2 separate regions of the Sus scrofa genome follow, and region 1 is linked to region 2. Evidence: chromatin contacts called from public HiChIP or PLAC-seq data. All regions are on one chromosome and are shown on one strand. Each heading gives the region's core, a stretch centred on a gene start, on an enhancer-like site or on the middle of the called end of the contact. The rest is flanking DNA. Distances are from core to core; before and after follow the strand shown. Region 1 has its middle 82 kb from the start of KLF6. Region 2 has its middle 360 kb from the start of AKR1E2.

Evidence for each region. HiChIP or PLAC-seq counts read pairs in DNA pulled down with a chosen protein or histone mark.
Region 1: a contact with region 2 is called in an H3K27ac HiChIP or PLAC-seq map of skeletal muscle, with 4 times the contacts expected there. The contact joins two enhancer-like sites. A contact is called at or near these places in 4 of 47 Hi-C or Micro-C datasets (fetal heart ventricle, heart right ventricle, skeletal muscle and 1 more) and 2 of 2 datasets of contacts at active chromatin or transcription factors (alveolar macrophages and skeletal muscle).

The regions. Positions count from the first base shown.
Region 1 is chr10:66,405,135-66,408,381 of Sscrofa11.1, forward strand. No RefSeq gene overlaps it. Among named protein-coding and RNA genes, the nearest start is that of KLF6, 82 kb to the right of the region's middle. Within about 2 kb of position 1,302, at least 28 of the 83 cell types and tissues checked have an H3K27ac peak or open chromatin away from gene starts, as enhancers often do. A contact at or near this core is called in skeletal muscle, where this site is marked.
Region 2 is chr10:66,050,654-66,054,205 of Sscrofa11.1, forward strand. No RefSeq gene overlaps it. Among named protein-coding and RNA genes, the nearest start is that of AKR1E2, 360 kb to the left of the region's middle. Within about 2 kb of position 2,223, at least 13 of the 83 cell types and tissues checked have an H3K27ac peak or open chromatin away from gene starts, as enhancers often do. A contact at or near this core is called in skeletal muscle, where this site is marked.

The DNA of each region.
Region 1 (3,247 bases), core at 52-2,551, 350 kb after region 2:
TTGTGACCTTGCCCGCAGGGAGCCCCCTGGCACCCACCCTCAAGCCCTCTGACTGGGTAGAAGTAGCCGATAACTTTATCAGGTCCTCGACGACTGGTCCTGAGGTCAAGGATGGTGATTTGACCTCCTTGGTGACTATAGCCAATGGTTATTCTTCACGCATTTTTTTCTCAGCCACGCCCACAGCATAGGGAAGGCCAGGGATTGAATCTGAGCCACAGCCACAACCTAAGCCAAAGCTGCAGAAACGCTGGATCCTTAAACTCACTGCACAGGGCCAAGGATCAAACCCATACCTCAGCAGTGACCTGCACTGCTGCAGTCAGATTCTTCATCTGCTGCGCCACAGCAGGAACTCCTTACCAAGCATATTTGACTAATAAATGATTAGCAGCCTCAGGAGCAAAAAGGAGCAGGGCAGGGGAGTCTGGGGAGACCGGTTTGTGTCCGGGGGCAGACTTAGGCTGGGAGGTCATCCAGCCTTGGGAATGCCCTGACTATAACTGACCCCAAGGCTCAATTTTGCCAGGAAATTCTCCTTCGAGGGAAAGGTGGACTTGTTCTAATTTACCACGTTCCTCGCCTACCTTGAATTCACAGGCGTCTCCGGGAATGTCTAGAAATGTGAGATGATGGCTTAAATAAAGTGGGCAACCCAGCAAACCGCTTTGAGCATGTGTGGTAAGGGTCTGGAAATGAGGCCACTCAGCCTGCAACAGAAGGTGTTTCACGGTCTGGGTGGCTCTGCCCCCAGGGTGCAGTAAGGCTTCATGGAATGTACTGACAAGCAGAGGGAGACCCCCCCCCGCCCCACCCCGTGGATCATTGCCCATTAACTCCTGAAGCCCAGTCCCCTTATCCCCTCGTTCTGTGGCTCAAGGAGGAGCGTCTGTCGTGCCTCCTGATTCCTTGTCTGTTGTGGGTCTTGTCATTAAATGGAGCGAGCAGCTTTAATCACATGCTCTCTGTCTCCTGTTTCAAACCCTGCACAGTATCTGTGGCCTGGAGTTCCCTGTGACGTCGGTAATAAGTGACTCATTTATCTCTGCTGCTGGCTGCCAATCTGAAAGTAGGGGTTTGAAAGAAAGGACCTGAGCCATCTTTCCCTTCCTGCCTTCGATTCGTAATAGGAAAAGCCAGAGGGAGGGCGAGGGAAAAGCCTCTGCAGCTTGAGTGTGGAGAGAAGGCCTGGGGACAGTTAGAAAACGCCTCCTTTCAGGTCAGACCAGTATCTCCGTCCTTGTCGTCAGGGGTCCTCGTGGCTGACGTGGACTCTGGTGAAACACCCCCCAGCAAGCGAGGTCGGGTCACCAAGTTCAGTCCCACCTAGAAGCTCACCAAACATTACCTCATCGCTAAAGAACGCCCTCTAAGCGGGCAGACCTTGAGGTCGGATCTTTTTGCCAGGTCTCCGGAATTTTCCTGCTTTCAAAACCGTCACAAAAGTGACCCCTCCGTCTCCAGAGGAAAGCAGCTTGAGGCAGCATCTTCCTGATCAATAAGAAAAAGGAATCTCAGCTCATTGAAATTTCTTCAAAGGGAGAGAAACTATCAATTTCGAAAAATACCAGTACTGAGTTATGGGGAGATATGAAAGAGAGAAAAATCAGCAAGCATTTCAGGAAAAAAAAAAAAAAGCCTCAGAAGACATTTCCTGAGACTTGATATTTGAGACTCAAAGATTTCAAAAACAAACTTAAGGTTCCCGAAGGGGAAGTGTCAGCGAGGGATCCGTTAGGAGGTTGGGACGACAGACACACGTTACTGTGTGTAAATAGATGAGTGACAGGGACGGGCTGTAGAGCAGCCTCCTCAGAGCCGTGCGATAACCCAACGGGAAAAGAATCTGAAAAGGGTGAATATTTGTATATGGAAACCTGATGTACTTCGCTGCACACCTGAAACTAACACCCCTCTATAGGTTAAGTGGTTAAGTACACACCAAGACAATTTAAAAAAAAAAAAAAAAAAAAAGAGTTGATGTTTAAAAGACTGAAAACAGTGGAGCCTCCACCTCTAGGATGGACTCCCTGGGCGGGGGTGGGCTCCCAGGTAAACCCAGAAGCACCAGGTTCTCCGACTCGCCCTTCTCTCTGGGCACCAGTAAAGCAGTGCTCGCACTTCCAGCTTACAAAGAAAACTTAATGCCAGAAAGGAAGCCTAATGTCAGTCTCTGCTCTTGCTGAGGAGGGTGACCGGCCCAAACGGGGCACCCAGAAGGATTTGTCCTGTGGGGACACGTGACGCTAGCGGGTGCTTGCCCTGACACAGGCAGGGTGGGCAGGTGGGCTCTAGGGAAGGGGCAGAAAGCAAGTGACAAGCCGTGTAGACCTTGTTTTCCAGCCGTGTGGGTACAGGGTGGACGCAGGAGGTGAAGATGGCAAGAGTCCGGGAGTAAGGATGGACTCTGAGCTGCGTTCCACCCCTGTGGGGGCGAGTTATCCCGACTCCCCATCATCGGCCCGGCTGGCCCCACGCAGAGACCTTCCAGCAAGTGAGACGTAAAGCTGATCAGGGCAGCAGGACCCAACCTCAGAGCAGGGCGTTTCCCTTTCAGAGAATCAGAGGCCAGTGTGGCTCTGAGTCTGTGTGGGAGGAAGTGTTTACTAAAGCTTAAAAAGCGAAAAGACTTGTCTAATTCAGGTAACTCGACTGCAAAGAGCCTTTACTCAAGATAACCTGGTAAATCCGACCGTGTTCACTTGTCGTTGAGCCAGACGGTCCGAAGTCCTTCTCTTTAAGGCTTTTTGGTCCTCCACGCGAAACTCTCAACATCGTGCTTCTCGGTCGAGGGGACTCTAGGTACTTCCCGTGAAAGCCTAAGGCCACATGTGACACGTTGTGAGCGGTGAAGACCAACCACCAGGGGCTGGGGTTTCCTTGCGACTTTTCTTTTGACTCATTAACTCTCCACTGCAACTTTGCGGGGCTGTACTTACACCTCGTTAGCCTAGCTCCTCGGTCTGTAGCCTAAATGTCCAGCGGGGAGGACGGTGTCTTTGCCGCCTTTCCCCCCTTCCCCGTGCCTTCCACCTGCTCTCTTCCCGCTGGGGCTTCTCCAGCCTCTCCTTCAAGCTTGCAAGACTGTTGTCTTCGAGGAGGCTGTGTCTTCTCCCTAAAGCTCCGTTTGCCTTGGTCACTGTCACGGCTCAGTTCCTAGGCCCGTGTCATCCCGGTCTCTGCTCCAAGCAGCCTTGGAAGCGACGTTATCACTGGTCATGCACCGGAGTTTAAGAGTGACTTCATG
Region 2 (3,552 bases), core at 973-3,472:
ATGGTTTCGGGTTCCTAGGAGGAGTGGCAGCCGGAAAGTCAGCTACCAGAAATCTTTGTGACAGCTGCTAACTCATGTAAATATAACACCGTCTGGTGTTCCTTGAGTTCATGCTCCTGTAAAAATGGATGGGGCAAAGATGAACAGAAGTAGGGGTGAAGGTACTCACTGCCCGAATGTGGGATCCCCAGAAGCAGACTCTGAGATGAGGCTCTTAGGCTGTTCTTTATTCATTAGGTTCCTTCCTTCCTGGAAGACAGAGGCAAGAAACCCCCATTTCGATTGCCCTCCGTCATGTATCCACCGTGGTTAGAACAGGAATATTCCATTAAGCAAACAGAGCCAGTGCTGTTATCTACAAATTCCTTAGGCAGGAAAGTATGCATTTTATTGAGAACAGAAAACTATAATTTGCCTGGAGGATACACAGTTCACAGAAGGGGAACCTAGGTGTAAAAGCTCCCACGCAGGGCAAAGTTTATAAGAATAGTCGTTGCTGACACATGTGAATGCTGCCATGTGCCAGGCATCCTCTGTGGGCATTTGCGTCTGTCGTCACGTGGGCTCAGCACTGTCAAGAGATGGTAGGACTGCTCCTGGTCCACATGCGTGAGCTCAGTGTAGAGACCTGTATGCTGTCAGTAGTGGAAGCAGAACTTGAGCGACCTGAGCTCACTCTCCAGGCCCTCGGCACCTCCTCGGCGCCCTCTTCCTGCTTCGGCGGTCGCCCCGCGGCCGTGGCTTTCATGCCCTCCCAGGAGCCGCTCTCTGAAGGCAGGCTCTCGTCTGCGTTGCGCATGCCCGTATCACCTGGCACAGCGCCAGACACAGATAAGAGGAAGAAGAGACACGTCTGCCAGTCATTCATGGCACAGAGCTGCTCATTCCCCGCCGTATTTCTGCCCAAAGAAAGAAAAGTTGGGGCCAGTTTTACTGGCCATCGAAAGTTTAATCCTCCCTGCAAAGCTGACTCAGTCACTGGGCAGGCTGTATTTTTGGACTGCCATGCTTGTCAGTGTGAGCTCGGGCTGTAGTGTAAATTATAGGTCCATTCTAATCACGAGAAAGATAGTTTTAGTTCTAAATAAATGACCAGTCTCATATTTGAAATGTCCATTCCACTTTCCGGTCTGCTCACTTGGGCCGCTTGGTGGTGTGCAGATGCGGACTCCTGGGTGTGTGCTGGGTCCTCCAGGTTATACTGGAACTCCACCCAACAGATGCTTTGGCAGAAGTTGTTTTCATGGGAGATGTGTCAAACCTGTGTATTTATATTCATCTGTCTGTCTGTCTGTCTGTCTACAGATCCACCTTGTCCATAGAAGCCGTGAATCATTCCTCTGTCTGTTGTGGAGCCTGTGTTATTTCCAGCCCTTTCCAGTGAGAGTTACTGGAGGCAATGACACGGGACTGGGAAGGCCAGGTTGTCCCGATCCCTGGACATGCTAGCCATCACTCGGGCTTTCAGATACGTGCTCTTTGAATGGATAGTGGGCAACTGAGCAAATTTGCATTTCATAAAAAGCAGCAGCGGAAGAGCGGGGGGCGGGGGGGCGCTGAGAAGAGGAATAAAAAGGAGGAGGGGGAGACGCAAGGGAAGGGAGCCTTGGGAGCACGTGTGGGAGCGTGGCTTGTGATGATGAAGAGCAAACCCGAGAAATGCCAGCGCTTTGACAGTTCCTCCTCATTTTCTTTGAAATCTCCGTGACTTTATTTAGTGATTAAGAGTCCGTGTGTAGATAATGAAGCAAAGGAGATTTTAAAGTGAAAACTAATACTGAAAACAGGATGAGGAAGGAATCGGAAAGAGGTTGCTGTTGGTGCCGCCGACGGGGACAGGGGCTCTGTTCACAGGAGGGGACGTTGAAAGCGCAGTGCTTTCTATTAATATCTACAACCATTACCTAACACATTAGCTATTTTTGTTTCCAACAGCAGCTCCTAAATTTATCCATATATTAAATATTTTCCTTGGATGCATGGTGTCGTCCAGAAATATCGCAGCATTGCTGGGATGCTCAACAAATGTAATTCGGGGCTGGCGGAATCTTTGGTGCTAGACGCTGAAAGCATTGCTTTCATGTGTCTCAATCAGCCTTTCTCATTCAGTGGTTCAACTCTTTCTCGGACGGGCCCCACCTTCACCTGGAAATCTCAGCCGGGGCCGCTCTGAGCAAGCCCTTCTGTCTCGTGGGTGTGTTAGCGAGGGGCTGGCAGGCGCGGCAGCAGCTGGAGTGAGTCTCGAAAGGAGCGGTCTTGGCTGTGGGTCCCACGGAGCAAAGCTGGAGCCTGGGACGGTCGCTGCGGGGGGCTGTTGCGTCTGAGCCAGAAAGCTCGGGCCGTGAGCAGGGCCCGCCTGCAACCAGAGTGGAATTTGGTTATTTTTTCTAAGAGAGTTTTATCTTTCTGTTCTAGGCAGTTTGTCCCTGCGAATGGCCCGTGAGAGAAAAGGCTGGAGAAGGAAGGGAGGAGGCACATGGGGGCTGCGAATTTGGGGAGGAAAGGTCAGGAGGGTGATGGGGGTGGGGGCAGGAGCCTGGGGAAATAGGGCTTTTCGAGAGCAAAGTGGTTCTCCAGTCAATCCCAGCTCCCCTGCAGGGAGCAGGGTCCTCGTGCTGTGACGGCTCGTCCCGTCCGCTTGGCCTGAGCCAGATACAGCTGTTGGCATCTACCAGGATGCACCAGACGTGTCCACGTGCCCTCAGCTGGCTGCTGGGGATGCTGAGGTCGCCCTGGCTGTGCTTCTGTGGCTCTCCTGGGTGTTTCCCTTATCTCTGCGTCTCAGTCCCTCTCCACGAAGGCAGAGCCCCATCTGCCTGGCTCAGCTCTCCGATTCCAGGCTCTGCACAGCGCCTGGCACCAAGTATGCGCTTAGTGACCCGCGTGGAGTGGGTCATTCCACAACCGCACGAATTCGAAACAGCCTCCTCAGTTTTAAAGCTAGGTATCTGTGGTAGGCAGATAACGCGCTGCCCCAAAAATGTAGAAGAGGAGAATTTTCTTTTTCCTCTGGCCATCTTAGGTTCCTGGCCGGGGCTTGCAAACTAGACAGACAGAAGAGAGATTCACAGGGAAAAAGAGGCAGAAGTCATTAACGTGTGCAGAGCTCGTAGACTCAGAAAACTCAGCAGTGGGTGAGTCAAGGGGGTGGTTAGAACTTAGGCTTATGGAGCATCGTAATGAAAGAAAAACACACTTTCAGAAACATGACAAGACTTAGGAAAGGGACTTTGTGATCTAGGGCCGGCAAATTTTATGAAAGCAGATACACCGGGGACATAAAGGTTTGTTCGTAAGGTTTGCCGTGTAGACGCCTCTGGTGCTGGCTGTGGGCTGATCAGGGCGGAGAGTGGTCCCTGGTGATTAGCTTCCATCCTTCCTGGTAGAGAGGGGAGGGGGATCCCTTCACACATTTACCTCTTGCTTTTAGGCAAATTGGGGAGGGCAGAGAGCTTTTCTTATATCTACATCTTCTCACTTGTCTTCAGATCGAATTAACCCTTTTGGCACCATGGCGTATCCTGGGGCGGCTTACGCTACCAGCCTTCGGTG